Regions from separate parts of the Mus musculus genome. Here region 2 is linked to region 1. A link is a contact called in public HiChIP or PLAC-seq data. All regions are on one chromosome and are shown on one strand. The core of a region is the stretch at or near the end of the contact, and the rest is flanking DNA. Distances in the headings are between cores, read along the strand shown. Region 1 overlaps Susd4 (sushi domain containing 4). Region 2 holds the start of Tlr5 (toll-like receptor 5).

Region 1 (4,196 bases), core at 1,689-4,188:
CCAATTTCTAGTTGCCATGCAATGGATTGCACATTGAAGCTATTCCTGCCCTGCCCTCCCCACCATCCCTTAAGATTTCCTGGCTTCACTTGAAGGTGTGAGTCTACACACACAGTGCTGGAGGTTTCACCTGAGCCAGACTCCAGAGAGACTCTACCATCAGGAAGTCAGTCTGCCCTGAGCCAAGGCCAGGTTCTAACATCTGGGGGACCCCCTTTGCTAGTATCATGTATGCCTGAATCCAAATCCACTCCAATGAGAAGGAGCTGTGGCCAAACCAGTTTACCTGCAGAGACCCAGGGAGACCTCACCAAGAAGAAGAGAAGTCTCCAGGAGCAGTTCCCGACAGGGCAGGAGACAGAGGCACACAGAATGACAAGGACAATCACTGGGAAGATGTGATTTGTTTTATAAAGAGTCTTTTAGACATATTTACATGATAACATTATTAAGCGCCTCCTGTGTTCTGGGACAAACAATTTCCATGTTTGGCAAAATTTCAGCTTTGGTTTTAAAAAGAAAAGGGAAGAAGGGAGAAAAGCATTTTTAAATAAGAGAGATGAGGAAGGAAAATTTATGTTCCGTTTACATTACTTATTCTGTCAACAAACAGTGCTGTTTGGTGGAGAGGCGGGTGCAGGACCTACATCCACTCCAACAGGAGACGTTCTACCCCTTCTCTCCCCCCCCCCCTTTTTGGTGGTTTGTTTTTCTTCTTGTTCTTTTTTTTTTTTTTTGGAACAGACAGGGTACAACACACACACACACACACACACACACACACACACACACACACACACACAGTGCTAGAAATCCTTACTAGGCAAGTGTTCTATCCCTAAGATGCAGCCCTGGGCCGTTCTGACTTTTTATTTGAGACAAGATCTCACTGAATCACCCACATTGGCCTTAAACTCACTTTGCAGCCCAGGGAAGCCTTGAATATGAGATCCTCCTGCCTCACCTCCCCAGAAAGGTTCAGGGACCTCCATGCCAGGCTTTTCTATAACTGGCACTCTCCTCAGAAAGAAAGCAAAGCAGACAAGGAGGTCAGGGTCCCTCCTACATGGGAGGGAAGACAAGACGACTGTGTGGTCCTTTGTTGTATCTATGTAAGTGTGCTTGCTTGCAATCTGCATTGCTTTCAGAGACCACAACCAGAAAGATTAGACAGAAGACGTCATTCAACACCACAGCCAAAGTGGGGTAACAGCAGCATGTATACTTGACATGATGTAGTTTTTATGTCAGGGTAATGGTTGTGGATGAGAGGACATGCTTTGAGCCTGGCTCTGCTGGTTTTCCAGCTGTATAAGCTTGGCTAAGCTTCTTTACCTCTCATGATCTTTAGTTTCTGCTATAGAAAGTAAGTATTGACAGGAAGGTCTCTACTCCCCCATTACTGTGACCTCTTAGCGAGGTGTAAATACACATAGAGCAACGAGTGGCAGATGACAGGGTCACCATGTATGTCAGCAGCTATGTTGCTAATATCCCACAAGTTCCTAAAGAGAAGAACACGCAGCTTCATACAGAGGGAACTGCATCTCTTCCTGGCCACCTTCCTAGTCACTTCTCTATACTCAAGCCCATCCTTGCTCATAACTGACCCCTGTGAACATGACTGCTGCACCTGCACAACAGAAACCTACACACAGAGTCCTTCCTTTGGCCAAAGTACTAAGCTATGGACATTTCCATGGTGACACACAGACCTCTAGGGAATTGAACTCAGGGTTCCTTCAGAGCACAGCATGGTGTTTCTTCAGGGGACACCAGGGCCAGCGCATTCAGGGCCCAGAGGGTTGTGACTTTTTTTTTTTTTTTTTTTTTGCAGAGACAATAGCCCGGTCCCCTGGAAGATGGCCAGTGGTCTCTCTTGAGTTGAGCAGCCAACCTCTACAACAACTCCTGATTTGGGTGCAAGACACAAATGAAGCAAATAGAATCTCAAACCAAACCCAGACTATGAACGCTAAGATCCTGGGATGTACTCAGCATGCGCTCAGAGTGGAAGGAAAGAGGGGCTTGGGACAGTTTCCATTGGGAGATAACACAGTGACCAAACCTTAGCAACAGAAAACCCCAGGCTTCATTAAAGCAGATGGAAGGTCCCTGCATCCATTCTGCCTGTGAACCTGGGTCAGTCATCCCATAATTCATCATGCTCGCAATTACATACTTAGAGTATCAGGGACGAGGGACAGCAAGTGCTGCCATTTGTTGGTCTAAACAAATTTTTTTCCTTTTCTGAAAAAGCAATGCCCCTTGGGAAAAAATGCAAGGGAACGGGGAAATCTCCGACTAGTTACTGTAGTAATATTTCTGCCACCCCGGAAGCAGGATGTGGCTATTTGTTTTAGTGGACTCTCACTAGTAAGACAACACTTAAATCTCATTTTCTAGAGGTGCCAGCGAGCGCTGGGACAAAAGATTCATCTGCACGGCTCAGAAGCTCAACGTCCGGATTGCCTTTTCCAAAAACGGCACGCAACGCAATGCCCCGCAAGTGAGCATGTGTGCAGAGTATCTGCATGCTAATCAAGTTAGGTAACACCTCCCCAGAAACAGTGGGGGAGGTTTTAATGTTTCCAGAACTATCCAGAGATGAATAGACAGTCTGCTATGTCTGAGCAAGTGTAAACATCGCAAAAATAAGTCTTAATGGCATAATTTAGACTTGATTAAAATGGATAAAGACCACAGATGTGGATGTCAGAGCCGTCCCTGTTTGATGCCAGACTGATAATTTCCCCTTCTTGATTTAATTCGCTTTGATTACCCAATTATTCCTACGGCCTTTCACTCAGTTTCGGTTCCAATAAAACCGATCACAAAGCAAACTCATGACGTGATTTTCGCTGCATTCTCCTGACACTGCTCCACGAAAGCTCAGCCAGCAACACAGCACAGTCATCCCAGACTCTGCAATCCCAGGACAGCAGCAGGCATCCACGCCCATCCACAAGGCTAGCGCTAAGCACCGGCCAGCAGGAGACTCAGGAGATTTCCTGTCTGCAGGAGGTGGCAGGATCATTTTGAAGTTGATATAAATTGTGGTATCAGTTGTTAGGACATCTGAATGAGGTGTGATAGGGTTTTAGAGGATGGGTTGCTAAGGTTAAAGATGTACCTTTTTGCTATTTTTTTTCCTAAATAAATTATTATGAGAATAATATAGGTTGCCTGTCTAGCTAGTTCTTGATCTTGGATATGTAACTTGAAAATTCCTAGTTTCGATGTTTTATTGAAAATGGTCTCTTGGGTTCATTGCATTTTCTAAAACCCTCTTTCTCTCCTCCTTGGAGACAAGGTCTCATGTGGTTCAGATTGGCAGAGAATGCCCCTGAACTTCTGGCCTTCTCGTCTCTTTGTCCCAAGTGCTAGGATGATAGATGTGCTCTACTAAATCTATCTTATAAGGTTCTGGGCATCACATGCAGGGCCTCCTGCATGCTAAGCAAATCTACCATCAGACGGAGGCACAGCCTTCCAGTCTCTTCTTGATAAGAACAGGTAACAATCTCCCAGAATATAAGTCCTTAGGCCAGCAGCTGTCTACCTGTGGGCCACAGCCCCTCGGGAGGTCAAACACCCTGTGGAAGGTTGAGACCAACACAGTCTGGGAGACAATTCATGGATGAAGAGGCTGGGACGGGGTCGGGGCTAGACTGTAATCTTCGGATGCCTGTGGTTGTCTTCTATTGCCTATAAAATTAAATCTTTCCTTGTCTCTTGCAAGCAACAGCTTTCAGACAATACTAAAGCACGTTTCCCACGTGTACATAGCCTCACAGTTTACAGAGCGTTTTACACACACACGGTCTCGTTTCATCCCACGGCATCCCCAAGAGATCACTCCAACAGTTTGATAGCATTAGCTCTCACAGTCGCTGCAGAGAACCCAACTGTCAACAGCAACAACTTTCAAGCAGTCTTTTTTAGCAGAAATGCACTCCACCCCCTCAATAGCTCATTTGCTAAGTGCAGTCTAAGCTAATATGTGAGCTTTTTAATCTCTTACACTCTCAGTTGCCCTTGGGACTTGTGTGTGTGTGTGTGTGTGTGTGTGTGTGTGTGTGTGTGTATGTGTGTATGTGAGCATGAGCTCGTGTGCGTGCGTGTGCATGCATGTATGTGTGTGTTAGGAAGTGGTCTGTGGAAAATCTGCTCATCTCATGGCAATGAGAAATGAA
Region 2 (4,674 bases), core at 59-2,558, 130 kb before region 1:
TTCCAGGATGTCCATCAAGCCCATATGAATGAACTAAGTCATCCTGATTACTATAATAGGGACTCTTCTTGTACCGCCCCATCATTAACGTTGGCCTGGACCCCTCGTCGGGGGCACCCCAAGAATCCTACCACAATGTGAAAGGCTAAGCATTTAGCATAGCAGAACCCAGGGTTCCCTCCTGACTGCATAGCATGCTGGATGTTCCTCACGATTGGTTTCTGCCCCCAAAGAATAAGGTGAACAGAGTCAAGATCTACACACCTTGAACAAACTATTCAGAGTTGTGTCCTCTGAGGAAAGGCAGAGGAAAGAGACCAAGCCACATGTGTGTGACAGTGGCAGGTCAGCATCCACACCCCCTTCCAGGTACGGGACAGGAGGAATGCATTGTTCATGTGCTTGAGGGGGTTAACCCTCAATAACACTTCATAAAAGGCCCTGCGGTTAAGCTGCAGGCCCATGCCGCACAGCGCTAGACTGCCGTGTTCCAGACACTAGCTAATTACAAGGCTAGCCCACCAATGGGAGAAAGCAATCCCCATGCATTCCCATTCCTCAAGGTCTCAGCAGCCTTCCTGGGGAGACTTTCTCTCTCCCAAGACAACCAACCACCCCACTTCAGGAAACAACCACTATTCCAGCCGTGGTGGTTTACGGAGCAGAGCCATGACTGTAATGGCTGTAATTGCCAAAGGCTGATGGAGTTCTTTCTTCACAGCCTCGGGGCCAGCTGCCCTACTTCTCCCTGCCCCGGAGGGTGTCCAAGGACTTCACTGACTGCAGTGTCTTTTTAAGGTGTCCATAGCTCAATTGATGGTGACTGTCGACTTCCTCTTTCCAAGGAAGACAGCAAGAGAACGGACTCCGCGCGCGTTAAATACCTGTCTCTTCCAGAGGGTGGGGCCAAAGGTGAAAGCCAGAAGAGAGAACTAGGGAACCTTGTCCCAAAGCCAGCATGCAAGTGACTTGTCAATCCTAGAATTGTCCCGCTGGGCACTCTGCTTACTCTCAGCTCGCTGGGCCGAGGGACCCCAGTTTCCGTGGCACTGAGTGGCAGAGAGCACAGGCAGGAAAGAGAGTTGAAAGGGTTCAGGACGAAGCCAGGAGGAAGAGAGAGGGGCGGGGGCACTAACGTGTCCAGCAACGTCCCGGGCCCCTTCCGGTCTCAGGGAACCCCCTGCTGGACCCCTTGCAACTACAAGGCTCTCACCTCCCAAGCGGGATTCCCACAACACAGGCTCCAGGACTGACCTCACTCGGCTCCAGGCACCAAAGCTGCCGCTGGGCTCGGGAAAGCAGGAGAGCGGGGAGGAGAGGGAAACACCGCCCGCTGCTGGAGCCCCGCCCACAACTCTTGATCAGGCTTTCTCTGTGGACCATGCTTGTCTTTTCTGAGTTCTGGGCAAAGTACCTCAGCCTAGGTACCTCTCTGCTTTCTTGCCAGGGAGGAGACCTCTATCTCTGCTGCAATGACCTTGTAACTGAGGTAGGAAAGAAAGTAGAGCTGGGGCAGACGGTAGGTATTGGCTATCATGGAGCCCAGCACAGGAGGCAGAGGGCCTGTTGTGATTTTTGTAGCTACCCCTAACTGTCCATCGAGATAACATAGGCCTGCACTGACCCAGGGAAGGCGGCCTAGATCCTATCCTGATGCACTGTACACACGGCCAGCGCAGCAAGTCCTGATCGGGGCAGTTACTTCTGTTCTTGCCTGTGCTCTTTGATCTGTGCCAAATCTTGAAGATATGATGCTGAGGGGTGAAGCTGGCTGTCATTTTGCCCTCTACTACTTGGCTACGCCTTCTATTTTAACTATTGAAGGTGTGTGTGTGTGTGTGTGTGTGTGTGTGTGTGTGTGTGTGTGTACACGCCCACACATGCACATCATTCATCAGGAGCTGTCTATCTTGTTTATTGAGTTATTGAGACAGGATCTCCCACTGGCCTGGAACTCACCAAAAATGCTAAGCTGGTTAACAAGCCCCAGGGATACTGGATGCTCTACCTCCCCAGCACTGGGGTTACAGGCAGGTACCATCACCATGCCTGTGGACTTTACTTGTGTGTTAGGGATTGAACTCTGGTCCTCATGCTTCCACAAGCACTATACCCCCTGCCCCATACTAAATATCTGAAGGTCAGATTTGGATCAGCAAAGGCTACTGCCTGTGACTGAAGGCCAGGGAAGGAAGTTGTGATTTCCCTCAGAGAACGCAAGAGCTTTCCGGCCTGTGAGCCCTTCTGGCTTCACTTCCCTTTTCCTTCCCACCCTCCACCTGCTCCTAGGAGGAGGGGGCGGGGTGTTGTGGGGTTGAGAGTTGATCTGCTTTCTGGAAAGGGACATGCTGAAGGAAAGAAAAGTCAGGAGCCTGCTGCTGCAGGAGTGTTAAAAGGAAGGGATTTGTATAGGAAGGTGGCGAAGTCAGTCGCTTTCTGGGGGTGAAACCCAGTTCAAGGACAGAAGTGTCACAGTCTGCAGTAAGACTGGGGTCGCATGGAGGTTGGGCAAAAGCTGACAGCTGCCTCTTGCAGCTGGGGTGTAATCCCAGGTTGATTCACACTCTCCAGCGTGGCCTGACAGCTAGGTGATATGATCAAGCAGGGCAGGAGAGATAGGTTAAAACAAAGCCCAGCACTTAATTACCAAGGAAGATCTCATTATACAGTCTTCTCAGCTCCCTCCTCGGCTGGCAGCTTGAAGCCCATGTGACAAGTTGCCTCAAGTGGCTCTCGAAAGCTGAGTGCAGAGGGATGGAACTGCAACCCTGCCTACCTGCTCTGCAGCTGGGAGGAGGAGGCTTGTAAGCCCAGGAGGTAGGGCCTTCCTATAATGTGGGTGGGACTGAGAACAATGCCAGGGAGGGCTGGGTGCCATTTACTGCCTTCCTAAAACCAGAGGGGATTTATCCCAGGAGTGCTAGGAATATGGAAAGGGACCGCCTAAGGCCCCACCCTAATTGACACCTGATGTGGGATAATTATTCTGGTTATTGGGCTCCAGGACTCATTGTCAGAATGAAATGCAGTAGCTGGAGTGTTCTTTCTTCATGGTTTTGCCTTGGCCAATAGCTCCCCATCCTTTCTCACATCACATCTTCAAAAGGAACGCACCTAACACTTCTAGATAGTCTCCAATTTATGGTGGTTCTCTTTGTGAATCTATATCTCTCTATGTGTGTGTGTGTATATATATGTGTGTGTGTGTATATGTGTGTGTGTATATGTATGCATATATATATGTATATATATACACACATATACATATATATATGCATGCACACACACACATACACACACACATATATATGTCTGTGTGTCATGGTGCAAAAGTAACTTGCATTCAGTAAAAACTGAACGTTGACCTTTGAATTTGGGTCTTCTCCTGGATTCACATTTAGTTCTTTACTACTCCTGGTTTGTGTGGTGTGTATGTGTGTGTATGTGTGTGTGTGTGCCTGTGGTGGCCACAAAAAAGACGTCAAATCCCCTGAAGCTGCAGTTCCAGGAGGTTATGAATAGCTAGATGTGGGTGCTGGTAACTGCACTTGGGTTCTCTGGAAGAGCAGCCAGTGCTCTTAACCACTGAGCTTTCTCTCCAGCCCCTTGTTCTTGATGCTACACAGCCAGCGTGCCACACTCCTGCTAAGCCATGTGACCACAAGAGCAAACAACCAAGCCCTGTAGTTTACGGTTTCTGAGGCTACGACGATTGGGAGGTTGGCTGTACTAAACAAATACATTCTCCTTCTATGACATTTTCAATTTATGATGAGTTGATTAAGTCATAACACCCACGATGAGACAAGGAGCTCTACATCTAAGTTAGATCCCTCATCTTGTTATCTGGCAACCCATCCTCTTCCTTTCACCACTATAATTTTGTATAGATAACATCTTATGTTAAAGTGAGTCTCCCCTTCAAACTGTCAGACCTGATAGGCTGTATGCGCACGCACACACTCAGCGAGAGGAGAGGAACGTGCTTCTTTCTCACTTCAAATCTAATAACTGATAAGTGCTTCTCAATAAATATTGTTAGTGAATGAATGCATGCGCAGGATTAGCTGTCTTCATTTCAAAATTAAGACTCAGCCTGTGGCAGTAGACATTAGCGACAATAATATAAATAGTAACTATTGTTACTATGTCTATTTAAAAAGTAATAACCCAGACAAGATTCAGGAAAGTACAAACCCCAAGATTCACTAGTGCGGAGGGATGGAACTGCATCCCTGCCTACCTGCTCTGCAGGGGAGAGGAGGAGGCTTGTAAGCCCAGGAGGAAGGGACCTTCCGACAACGTGGGTGGGGGATAGTCTAAAATTGACTACCTTTCCAACAACCAAATATTCAGTTTCCCTACAGACCTTGCGTTTCTTCCAGGAATACCAATCTGAGTTAGGTCTGCCTGTCAGCATGTGTGTACACACGTGTGCGCATACACATGCGTATGTGCATACAGTCTGATTTCTATACTGCTGACCCTGCAAAGTTCCAGCAGAGATGGAACGTTCTGCCCCATTCAGTGAATGCCCAACAGTTGGAGTGAGCTCTCCCTGAAGATGGATGAGTCACACTTCCTGGCAAGGCTTCAGTCTGCCGTAACGGCTTACAAGGCTCTGTGTTCTTCAGGCTTCCCTGTCCACGTAGAGGCGTAGGCAAAGAGGAGGCC

Evidence for each region. HiChIP or PLAC-seq counts read pairs in DNA pulled down with a chosen protein or histone mark.
Region 2: an H3K27ac HiChIP or PLAC-seq map of hepatocytes shows a contact between it and region 1, with 3 times the contacts expected there. The contact joins the promoter of Tlr5 here to the enhancer-like site in region 1. A contact is called at or near these places in 4 of 39 promoter capture datasets (the 3T3-L1 cell line, hippocampal neurons and liver), 1 of 15 datasets of contacts at CTCF or cohesin (the NIH/3T3 cell line), 5 of 484 Hi-C or Micro-C datasets (the MC38 cell line, nephron progenitors, pancreatic cancer cells and 1 more), 9 of 115 datasets of contacts at active chromatin or transcription factors (bone marrow-derived macrophages, embryonic basal ganglia, embryonic forebrain and 5 more) and 3 of 9 other capture datasets (adipose tissue, macrophages and pancreatic islet).

Annotation. Positions count from the first base shown.
Region 1 is chr1:182,822,578-182,826,773 of GRCm38.p6, reverse strand. All of the region lies in intron 2 of Susd4 (sushi domain containing 4), which reads right to left. Among named protein-coding and RNA genes, the nearest start is that of Susd4, 60 kb to the right of the region's middle. Within about 2 kb of position 2,938, at least 28 of the 459 cell types and tissues checked have an H3K27ac peak or open chromatin away from gene starts, as enhancers often do. A contact at or near this core is called in embryonic basal ganglia, hepatocytes and uterus, where this site is marked.
Region 2 is chr1:182,951,422-182,956,095 of GRCm38.p6, reverse strand. It overlaps Tlr5 (toll-like receptor 5), which reads right to left and starts at 1,308. Exons shown (of 4, transcript NM_016928.3): 1 at 1,214-1,308.